Linked DNA regions of Ovis aries: region 1 is linked to region 2. The links are chromatin contacts, called in public Hi-C maps. All regions are on one chromosome and are shown on one strand. Each heading gives the region's core, a stretch centred on a gene start, on an enhancer-like site or on the middle of the called end of the contact. The rest is flanking DNA. Distances are from core to core; before and after follow the strand shown.

The links. Hi-C and Micro-C count contacts between places; a contact is called where the count stands out from the background.
Region 1: a Hi-C map of tail adipose tissue shows a contact between it and region 2, with 3 times the contacts expected there. The contact joins the promoter of FMNL1 here to the enhancer-like site in region 2. A contact is called at or near these places in 7 of 16 Hi-C or Micro-C datasets (blood, hypothalamus, muscle and 3 more).

Annotation. Positions count from the first base shown.
Region 1 is chr11:44,586,066-44,591,781 of ARS-UI_Ramb_v3.0, forward strand. FMNL1 (formin like 1) reads left to right here and starts at 2,352. Exons shown (of 29, transcript XM_042256107.2): 1 at 2,352-2,589. The region is part of intron 1 of LOC121820632 (a long non-coding RNA gene); the gene reads right to left.
Region 2 is chr11:44,457,096-44,462,764 of ARS-UI_Ramb_v3.0, forward strand. It overlaps DCAKD (dephospho-CoA kinase domain containing), which reads right to left. Exons shown (of 6, transcript XM_012186223.5): 5 at 3,851-3,938; 6 at 1-646. The coding sequence ends at 352. Among named protein-coding and RNA genes, the nearest start is that of DCAKD, 24 kb to the right of the region's middle. Within about 2 kb of position 3,611, at least 3 of the 54 cell types and tissues checked have an H3K27ac peak or open chromatin away from gene starts, as enhancers often do.

The DNA of each region.
Region 1 (5,716 bases), core at 1,102-3,601, 130 kb after region 2:
GTATTCCTGCCTGGGAAATCCCATGGACAGGGGAGCCTGGTGGGCTAGTTGATGGGGTCACAAAAGAGTCAGAGGCGACTTATCGACTAAAACAACAACAATACTTTTTATTGAAGTATAACATTTATACAAACAGGTGCATAAATCATAAGTGTACAGCTTAATGAATTCTTGCAAGGTAAAAGACACCTGTGTAACTATACTCAATAAAGAAACAGAACACTACCAGCACCCTAGAGCTCCTCGAGCCTCGCTTCTAATCACCAAGGGCACATCTCTGACCTCTACTGTAGATGAGTACTACTCAGCTGTTTCAGGATGTTCTGTGAAAACAAACTTGCTGTGTGTACCTCTTTTGTGCTCAGTTTCTTTCCATCAACATTATGTCTGTGAGATTTGTCTATGTTGCTATGAGGAGCAGGTGTTAATTCTTTTTCACTCCTGTATAGTATTCCACTGCACAAATATCCTAAAATGCATGAATTCAGGAATTCATTCTGATGCTGCTGGACATTTGGGTTGTTTCCTGTTTGGGGTGGATTATGATGAGGGTTTCTCTGGAGATTGTTCTACAAATCTTTTAGTGCCCATGCACACACATTCCTCTGTATGTATCTCAGATCCCGGAATTGCTGAGTCATGTTGCATGCGTATAATTAGCATAATTGCTAAATGGTTTTCCACCCCTAGCAAGTATGAGTCCCTTTGCTCCACATCCTTGGCCAGTGGTCCGTATCTGCTCTTTTAATTTTAGCCCTTCTGGTGGGGCTGGGCTTCCTTTTTTTAAGCTAAATTTACTGTGTTAAGAAATTAAAGAGGGACTTCCCTTGTGCTCTGTTGGTAAAGAATCCATCTGCAGTGTGGGAGACCTGGGTTCGATTCCTGGGTTGGGAAGATCCCCTGGAGAAGGGAAAGGCTACCCACTCCAGTATTCTGGCCTGGAGAATTCCAGACTGTATATAGTCCATGGGGTGGAAAAGAGTCGGACACGACTGAGTGACTTTCACTCTTTCACTTTCACTTTCTTTGGTGGTCCAGTGGCTAAGACTCTGTGCTCCTAATGCTGGGGTGCTGGGTTCAATCCCTGGTCAGGGAACTAGATCCCACATACTGCAGCTAAGAGTTTACATACCTCAACTAAAGATCCTGCATACCATGACTAAGAGCCAGTTCAGTCAAATAAATAAACAGGTAAATAAGTAAATGAAGGAATTTCCTCAAGGCCACACAGAGTGAGGACTAGAGCACAGCCCTCAGGTCTCACTGTCGTCAGTCAAGTGGTCTGGAACCCAGTTTCTTGGGGGAGGGGGCCCATGAAGACAACTACAGTAACTGAGACATCTTGTGAGGTGCAAGGGTGACCCCAAAGCTGATCACTGAGAGTGTCAGGAAGAATAAGAGGACCACTGGATTGAGGTGGATCCCTGGACAAGCCAACTTACAGTAATAGTGCTGGTCTCTAGTGGTCCTAGTTAGGATTCTTTTCCTAGTGAGGATTTAAAGTGCTGGGATTAGATAAGCCTCCTTGTACTTCGCACAGAGCTGGTGCTCAGTGAAGAGCTGTTGAAGGCCTTAGTGAACACATAGGATTCAGAGAGCTTTTTTTTTAAGAGCTCAAATTTATTTATTTTAAATTTTATTTATTATTTTTATTTGGAGGATAATTGCTTTACAATATGGTGTTAGTTTCTGCTGTACAACAACCTGAATCAGCTATAAGTATATGTATATTCCCCTCCCTCCCTCCCATCCCCCCAGGAGACAGAGAACTTCACGCAATTAAATGGTCCTTCCTGCAGCCAGAGGGATGGACCAATCCCTCTCTAAACCCCTTTCACCCCCAGTCTGGGAAGGCCAGGGAACAGCTGGAGTAAAGGGCCAGCTTCACCTCCCAGGCAGGGAAAGACGCCCCTACCTTCACCCCAACCCCCTCCACGCAGAAGGGCTGTGAGAGCAACTCCTTTCCACACAGGAAAAAATAAACTCATTGGCATCTCCCCACCCCCTCAGCACCCGGTCACCCCCTCTCCATCCCCACCCTGATCCCTGGACTCGGCCGAAGGAGCTGGAGTCTAGGAAAAACAACTCCTGGAGAAAGGCCCAGGGCAGCTGGGGGTGGGCTGAGGGGTGTGCGCGTCAGTTTTGAAAGCCCTGGGGCCGCTCTAAGAGGAGGGGAGTGAAAGGGGGAGGGGAGGAGGAGTGGGAGATGGAGCAGAGAAAAGGGGAGGATTAATTTGCTACTCGGACACCAAGGCCAAGGACTGAAGCCTTTTCCTGCTTATCCCCTCCCCTCCTCCACCAGGCGTCATCCAAGGGAGTTGCCTAGGGACATCCAAGGTGGGGGAGGGGGTGCGGGGAAGCTGAGGGCCCGGGAGTGGGACGTGCAAGGGTGTTTGAGGAGCAAGGATGTGCGAGGCTGCTTACAGACCCCAGTGGGCTGCGTTCTGGAAGACACCGCATGAATGACCCTCTCCAGGTCCCGCCTGAGCCCCTGGAAGGGTTCTGCCAGCGCCGGCTCAACAGCGGCACCTGCTGTCCGGGGCCCTCCCTGCGGGGCGGAGCTCCCCCTCCGCCCTGGGAGCCCAGCGGGTGAGTCACTCCTGGCTGGATTGGCGACCGAGCGCCCCAGCTGTCGGGTCAGAAAATGTCGAGGGCCGAGGCGTGTCCCCCAGCGGCGGGCCTCGTCCCTTCGGGTCGCCGTCCCCGCCCCTAATGCTGCCCTGCACACACAGGACGCCGGCCGAGGGTCCTCTGTGGGCCGGCCGTGGGCCAGCCCAAGTCCAGCACAGAGGGGAGAAGAAGGATCATAACTTCAAGGCTCCTGGTTTGGGTAGAGTTCTTTCGTTTTCTAAAACTTTTTATTTGGAAAAAGTTATAAGCTTACAGAAGAGTTCCAATAAGATGCAGAGATCCTCCATATACCCCTTATACAGATTCACCAGATGTTAAAATTTTGTCCCCTTTGCTCTCTTATTCTTTATCAAATATATGTTTAATATTTATTTACTTGTTTATTCCTTGAATGGAGAGTAGTAACCCTCCTACCCCATTTACCCGTACACACTTTAGTGGGTATTTGCTAAGAACAAGGACATTCTCTTGCATAAACACTCTTTTCAACTTTGGGAAATTTCAAATCGATAACAATACTTTCATCTAATTTACTGTCCATATTTCAGTTTTGCCAGTTGATTCCATAGGGTCTTTTAGAGCATTCCCCTCCGCCCCCCCGGTGTACAATCCAAACCAAGATCACAGATTGCATTTAATCGTCACGTTTCTTAGGCTTCTTTAATCGGGAACAATTCCTTGTCTTTTTTTTTTTTTTATGACATTTTTTCAGAGTAGACTCCACTGCCTTTTCTTCTTTTAATTGAGTGTCCTCATTCGGGGTTTGTCTAGTGTTTTCTTATGAATAGATTCAGGCTAAACAACTCCGGAAGGAATACTGCATAAGTAATATTTTATGTTCTTGAGGTGGGATTCTCCACTTTAAGAAGTTCATGGAAAGCCTGAAGCTCCAAGGATTAACCCATGGATTATCTGCAAAGGGCTTCCTTGGTGGCTCAGTGGTAAAAGAATCCGCCTACCAATGCAGGCGACACAGGAGATGTGGGTTTGATCCCTGGGTGGGGAAGATCACCTGGAAAAGGAAATGGCAACTCACTGCAGTGTTCTTGCTTAGGAAATCCCATGGACGGAGAAGCCTGGCAGGCTACAGTCCATGGGGTCACAAACAGCTGGACGTGACTTAGGGACAACACCATATCTATAAAAAGTTGAAGCGGATTTTCAACACAAGTTAAGAATGGGACCAGTAGGTAAAGAATCTGTGGTAAAGAATCTGCCTAATGCAGAAGACATGGGTTCAGATCCAGGAGGATCCCACGCGCGGAGGAGCAACTAAGCTCATTCACAATTACTGAGCCTGTGCTCTAGAGGCCACGAACTGCAAGAGAAGCCACCGCAATGAGAATCTTGAGCACCATAATGAAGAGTAGCCTCTCCTTTCCTCGACTAACACAACCAAAAATAAAGAAATAAAATTATTTTTTAGAAAAGAATGGCATCACTAATTATGCGTCTGTTTTCTGTCTGCTGATAGCTGGCTTAGATTTTGACTCTCTGTTCTCCCCTTCTGTCCCTCCTGCTGCCAAACTTGCCCTTGAAAGCATCTGTTGAAAGCATTATTCTATTTGAAGGTCACCAGGGACACCCCGATTGCCCAACTCAGTCATCTTCATAGTCCTTGCCCTTTTGACCTCCTCCCAGGCCCTCCTTCCTGAAACCTCCTAGGCTCTGCTTTTTCAGTCTCCGCCCATCCTCCTCATCCACAAATAATGAAGTGCTGGTTGGCCCTGCTGGCTGCTCTGGGAGTCAGCCTTGCACCTGTGGTTTATCCGGGGAAATCCAAAGTTCTTTGTCGTAGCCTCACCACACCCCAGTGGAGACAGCCTCCCAGTTCTCACCCTGAGAAGAGTCTCCCTTGAGAGAAGCCACGCCTTAGCTTGTGTGTGGCTTCTACATCCCCTTTCTTCTTCAGCAATGTAGGAAGGCAGGAATGGCCCAGGGTCCACACCCTTGTATGGAGCAGCCTAGTGGCTGCCCCTCGGATTCCAGGAATCCCAAACGGAACTCTTCTCTCCCAGTCTGTAACTCTTCCCTCATCTTTGTCCTTGTTGTGATTCACTTTCTCCCCATCACCTGCTTCCCAAACATGAACTTTTTTTCACCCTTACATCAAAGCCACGTCTTCTGTCTCTCCTCCTCTCTGCTTCTCTCTCCTGGTCTGTTCTGCTTGTTTGTTTATTTATTTATGTAATTTTGGTTGTGCTGGGTCTTTGTTGTTTCAGGTGGGCTTTCTCTACTTGCTGCTGCTGCTGCTAAGTCACTTCAGTCGTGTCCAACTCTGTGCAACCCCATAGACGGCAGCCCACCATGCTCCCCCGTCCCCAGGATTCCCCAGGCAAGAACACTGGAGTGGGTTGCCATTTCCTTCTCCAATGCATGAAAGTGAAAAGTGAAAGTGAAGTCGCTCAGTCGAGTCCGACACTCAGCGACCCCATGGACTTCAGCCTTCCAGGCTCCTCCGTCCATGGGATTTTCCAGGCAAGAGTACTGGAGTGGAGTGCCATTGCCTTCTCCGCAGAGAATAGGAGATGTTCTCTGTTGGCGTGCGCAGGCTTCTCACAGAGGTGGCTTCTCTTGTTTGGGAGCACAGGCTCTAGGTGAACGGGCTTCAGTAGTTACAGGCTCAGTAGTTGTGGCAGGCAGGCTTAGATGCCTTGTGGCATGTGGAATCTTCCCAGACCAGGGATCGAACCCATGTCCCCTGCATCGTCAGGTGAATTCTTATCCACGGTACCACAAGGGAAGTCCTGTTTGTCTGTTTTTAATATTTATTTGGGCTTCCCTGGTGGCTCAGCCGGGAAAGAATTTGCCTGTAATGCGTTCGATCCCTCGGTTGGGAAGATCCCCTGGAGAAGGGAAAGGCTACCCACTCCAGTATTCTGGCCTGGAGAATCCTATGGACTATATAGCCCATGGGGTCGCAAAGAGTCGGATTTGGCTGCATCGGGTCGCACTTGCAGCACGTGAGATCTTCGCTGTGATTTCTGTTGTTTTTTGAAATCCCTAACCAGTCTTCAGTTCTTCCTTTTCTTTCTGTTGTGTCCATCCAACCATGTTTCTCTTGCATCTCCTGCCCCCAGCTCAA
Region 2 (5,669 bases), core at 2,361-4,860:
GCTTTAAACACTGGTGACAGCTCCTGAGAGTGCTCCTCACCCCCACCCACAAGAAATTAACAACAGTGTCTCACTGTTACTGTCACACCCTCTCATGGACTGTTCTGGGGGGGGTTCCAGAGGGAGGGGCTCTGGGGGAGGCGGAAAGGAGCATCTGCTGACAGAGGGCTGTTTCCCTGCCTTGGACAGGATGCAGTGTGTGCCCAGAGGAAAGGCCGGCCCAGGGCAGGGCTCCAGCCCAGATCCAGAGTGCGTGTGTTGAGGGGTTGGGAGGAAACCCGATGCATTTGTTCCCTGGTTCCAACCTCTGAGGAGATGGAGACCCAGCAGCTCCTGCCTTGGAGGGTCCAGCTAGGGGGAAGGCAGGAGGTAGTGGGTGAGGAGCAGGTAAAGCAGACTGACGATGCCGGCCAGCCCTGTGAGGACCCCGAGCCGCAGTGGCAGGTACTCCAGGGAGTGCTCCAGCTCCGCGTGCAGCAGGACCACCTGGCGTTTGGTGACGCTCCACTCGCCCGAGTTGTCTAGAACGTGGCGGGCCATGCGGACCTTGTCCTTCAGGGGCAGCTGGGCCTTGATCCGGGCCTCTGCGTCCTCACGGCTCAGGTTGTTCCGCCGCATTAGCCGGGTCAGCTGTGTGTCTCGGTCACTAAGGACCAGGCAGAAGGGCTGCTTAGGCACTGCAGGCTCTGGACTTCCTCGTCCCTTGTTACAGGGGTGGGCAGCCCTGGAAGCTTGGGCTTCCCCCCACCTCACCCCACTCTTCATGAGCACCCTAGCACCACTGTGGGCTACCTAAGCCCCTTAGTATAACTGGGGAGGGGAAAGAGGGGCAGCAGCTGTTTTCTGCCATCTGGGGTCTCTGCTTGGCTACCAGGCCCGAGATTCCTTGATTTTAAAATGGGAGGATTTGGTCACCTGGAATCAGCGACATCCTGCATCCCTGGATGGGTGACCTTTACTGAAAGGCCTGGGTCTGCAAGCTAAATGCTTCCTGCAGTTCCCCTGGGGACCAGGGCCTGCGGCATAAAAATCAGCTTCCTGGCTTTCCATAAAGAGCCCTCTCCTTGTCTCCCCACACCCACCCCAGCACATTCAGAGCACAAGGACTGTGCTGAGATGGTGGCCACTGGGCTGGAGGCCACGAAGAAGCAAGATGCCCCAACGTGCTTCCAACAGAAGCAAGGACTTGAGAACTGGGTCCCCTTGGCCCTTGAGACAGGACTGAGCATGCACAGTAGGCCAAGCAGCACCCAGTCTCCCAGCTCCAGAGGAAAAACAAAGAATGCCTCTCTTGCCTGCTCTGATGTTACTGCCTGGTCCTTCCTCAGCAAGCTCCCTGTCCTGCTTTGGCTACACAGGCACTGTCCAGCTGTCCTCTGGAGCAGGGTCATCTTTAGCAGCCCCCTAGCTCTCTGACGGCCTAAGCCCCTAGATGGGAACAAGGGGGTAAAAGGCTGCAGCAGCTGTTTTCTGCCATCTGGGGTCTCTCTGCTTTGCCACTAGGCCGGAGTTTTTCCAGTTATAAGATGGGATGATCTGATGACTACAGTTTAATCCCTCTAGTCTACCTGTGGCCTAGACCTGAGGACCTCCTGGGATGTCAAGGCAGAAAGGACAGATATAACCTGAACACTAGCCAATTCCAAAGCCGCTGAGGACCGAATGTGGCAGAAAGTCATTTCTGGCTGACCAATCAAGGAAGACCTTGTATAAAGATGGTGTTTGTACTGGCCTCGAAAAGTTGGTAGGACTTCTGACTTCCTTTGTTAGGAGGATAGCATGCTGTCAAGGTCATGGGGCCAGTTCCCACCTGGCTGAGAACAAGGACTATATGCAATCCTTGTCAGGGACTCTGCAGATCTGTGGCTGGGAAAGTCTGGCTGAGAGAATGGAGATGGCTTGGGGCCACCAGTGAGCACTCATCCTTCAGAGGGTAAGGCTGAGACCAGTGGGCCTCCGGGGATGTGAAGGCAGAACTCGCCGACAGCCCTTCCTGGAGCTCAGAGAGAGTCCCATGTGGTTAGTTTAAGGACTGATGTTATTTGGGGTAAGGGAACTTTTGCCCAAATATTTACCCCACAATTGGCAAGTTCCTCAAAAAAGTGAATAATCACGTTTTGGTACAATCACACTTTGATAAATCCCCCATATTAGCTCAAATGCCCAAGGGGTAGTTTGCCAGTTAAAGGAGTCCATGTGGGGATGGACTTATTTTTGTTGAGTGTAGATCCCTTTTATGAAAGACAAATAATCCTTCATTTATCTCCTGGGTATCTCTCAAGAGTCATAACCACATGTGATATCAGTGGGGGATGTATGGTACCCGGAACGCTGGGAAGGCTCTGGCCAGTGAGTGGGGCTGGAGGATCTCCTGGGAAGCTGGCAAATCCACAAAGCCCCATCTATCTGCCAGGAACCACAGCTATCTCTGCTCTTGGCAAAAGGAAAGCATAGGAGGAGGAAGGTGGAAATGTAGGCCTGAGTCACCTGGTGACTGCAGATGCAACTAGGTCCTAATTTGTTTACTCAGGACAAAGAATATGCCTGCAAAGCAGGAGACCTGGGTTCAATCCCTGAGTCGGGAAGATCCCCTGGAGGAGGGAATGGCAACCCACTCCAGTATTCTTGCCTGTAAAATTCCATGGACAGAGAAGCCTGGCAGGGTACAGTCCATGGAGTCACAAAGAGTCAAACACGACTGAGCAACTGACACTTTCACTTAAATATTATACTCTGAGGGGTTCTTTTTTTTCCCCCCCGATCCCTTGGTACAAAGTTTGGAATTATATTAAAACTAAGGCAAAGAGAACTCTGTCTTCATGGAGTCTGCTTGGCCTCAGTTGACAGTCTTTCCCAAACAGGGAACAAAGAACCCAGAGAAGCTACAGGTTTACACGGGTAGACACAGGCCAGCGGGGGAGAGAATAGGAGGCCTGAGTCCCTGCTCCAGGCTCAGTAGATTCAGGCTGCCTTTAAATGACAGCCCAGGGCTAGGAGCTGGGAGGGCAGGGTGATGGGAGCGCTGAGCACTCCAGGCCCTGCCTCCGGTGTTCCAGGAGCCTCCCCTGCATTAGTCTCTTGAGAGCCACCCTGTGCCCAAAATACCTGCAGAGCCAAGGGCCCACCTCTGTGTCTGCTGTATCTGTGGGTGGCATCCCGGAAGTTTCTGGAAGGCAGAGACACCCTGAAGCCTCATCTACACTCACACCCCACTGGGACTATGACTCATTTTCTCTGACAGTTTGATCCTCTTGTTTGCCAAACCTGGATGCCAGTCTGCTCCAAGTCCTGAGGGATTCTGAGAACAAAGCACCTTTTTTAGCTGAGTTCTGACAGCTCCCTCTCTGCAACTTTCAGTTCATACATATTGCCAGTGGGTGACCCTAGACAAATTCTGTAACTCCTGGCTTGAGTTTCCTATGCCCCAGGAATATCAACTCCTGTCCTGACTACCTTATGTTGAGAGGTAAATTGATGTGGGAGCTGTTTGGAAAGTTGAGAAGCACTACAGGAGGGAAAAGGAAACCACTGAAGAGAACATGGTCCCCCCGGGCAGGGCCCAGCATCTGGGCTGAAATGCCTCCAAAAGCCAGCAGGGGGAGCCCTTCCCAAGCACTAGAGAGACACCTGGGGGCCATCACTTCCCACATCCACCCCCAGGCATATCTGGGCCTGGCTCTATAGATGTCAGTTTCTACAGGCTCTGGGCACTGCTACCCAACCCCCCGGGGCCTCTTGGTCACCACGTGGGGAAAGGGTAAAATGCGATCGGCCATTTCACAGGCACGTGCCTCACCCAGGGGGTGCTCCTTTCCAGCCTCAGTCAGGCCAGGCCGTGCCACACACTCACCAGTATACCACCACCGTGTGCTTCATGTACTTGAGCAGTTTCTTGGTCTCAAAAAGCAGGGGGATGTCCAGAATCACGTAGCGGTATCCTGGGGAGAGGCCAGGAAATGCACAAACTCAATTCTGTAAGCACACACAGGACTACATGCTCAGTGTGGGAACGAGCCAAAACCATTGTCCCCCACCATCAGGAGCTCCCCGGCAGAGCAGGGAGACCTTCTAAGGAAAGGCATAACCTGAATGCTGCTGCTAAGTCGTTTTAGCCGTGTCCGACTCTGTGCGACCCCATAGACGGCAGCCCACCAGGCTCCCCCGTCCCTGGGATTCTCCAGGCAAGAACACTGGAGTGGGTTGCCATTTCCTTCTCCAATAACCTGAATGCTAGCTGGTTCCAGTGCCGCTCAGGACAGAATAGTGCAGAAAGTCACTTTGGGATGGATGATCCAGGAAGACCTTATAGAAGGGATGGAATTTGTAGTGGCCTTGAAAAGCAGGTAGGACCTCTGAGACTTGAAAATGAGGAGGGCGGAGGTGAGGGTTCCAGGAATGGGAGTGGCTCTGGCTGAAGTAGAGGCCTGGAGCAGAGTGAGGCGAAGCTGACAAAGCGGTCACAAAGGGTTGAGTTCCCCTGACCTGAAACCCAGAGAGTTGCCACTTCTGAAGGGAGATGACACAGCCAAATTATAGGAGACTGGAGAGAGTTTCTGGGAGTAGCTGGGTCCTTTCTGCCCTATTTCACCCACCTTTCCTCAAAAAAAGAGCAAAAAGGGCTTCCCTGGTGGCTCAGTGGTAAAGAACCTGCCTGCCAATGCAGGGGACGTGGGTTTGATTCCTGGTCCCAGAAGATCCCACATGCCGAGGGGCAAGTAAGCCATGACTACTGACCGCATGCTCTGGAGCTTAAGAGCTGCAACTGCTGAAGCCCGCGCACCCTAGAGGCTGTGCTCTGCAACAAGAGAAGCCACCACAGTGGGAAGCCTGAACACCACAACTAGAGAATGCCCAGAGCAAGCAGCAATGAAGAACCAGCACAGCCAAAAATAAATAAATTAAATAAAAAAAAAAAGAGGTTCTCCCCCCAGGAGCCAGGTCCAAGCCTGGCTCCCTGCTGAAGAGTCCTGCAAGGCTATCTATAGATTCTCTCCAAAAAACTCATACGTGGGCAGCGGGAGCCGCCCCAAAGGAAAGAGGCTGCTTCGTGGCATCAGAGATAGAGCTCCAGCCAGGGAGTACATGTACTGGTCTGGAGGTGGTGGGGTGGTTATGACTAATACTACAGAACCAACTCCCGCGGGGTAAAAGACACTGTCTAGCCCACCTATTGCATTGGCCAAAAGGTTCATTCGGGTTTTCCTGCAACATCCTATGAAAAAACCTGAATGAACTTTCTGGCCAACCCAATACAAGCCAAGGCCAGTCCAGGGGGCAGCACCCTCACCGACTGTGAGCACACACGTCCCTAAGCTACTCACCCAGAGACACTTTGGGCTCCTAGTTCTCGACACCAGTGGCCACTGTGTAAGTGTCAACAAGCTGGCACGGGTCCAGGAGCAGTGAGAAAGGGCTGGGCCCTGGCTCTGGTCCAGAGACTCATGCCTGGCTTGGACGATGCCCCGTGAACACTTCCAACCACATGTGGTACCATCCCAGGGGCGTCACAGGGGAGCTGCACTCCAGGTGGTACAGGGGACATGGTGACCCAAGCCTCTGGGTTTCCTGTTCCTCGGGGCTCGATGCTCAGGAAGCCCAACAGACACCTTCAGGTGAAGCTGGGGTTGAGGAACGGGCTCTGGGATGCGCCTTGGTGGGCAGCCCCCGCT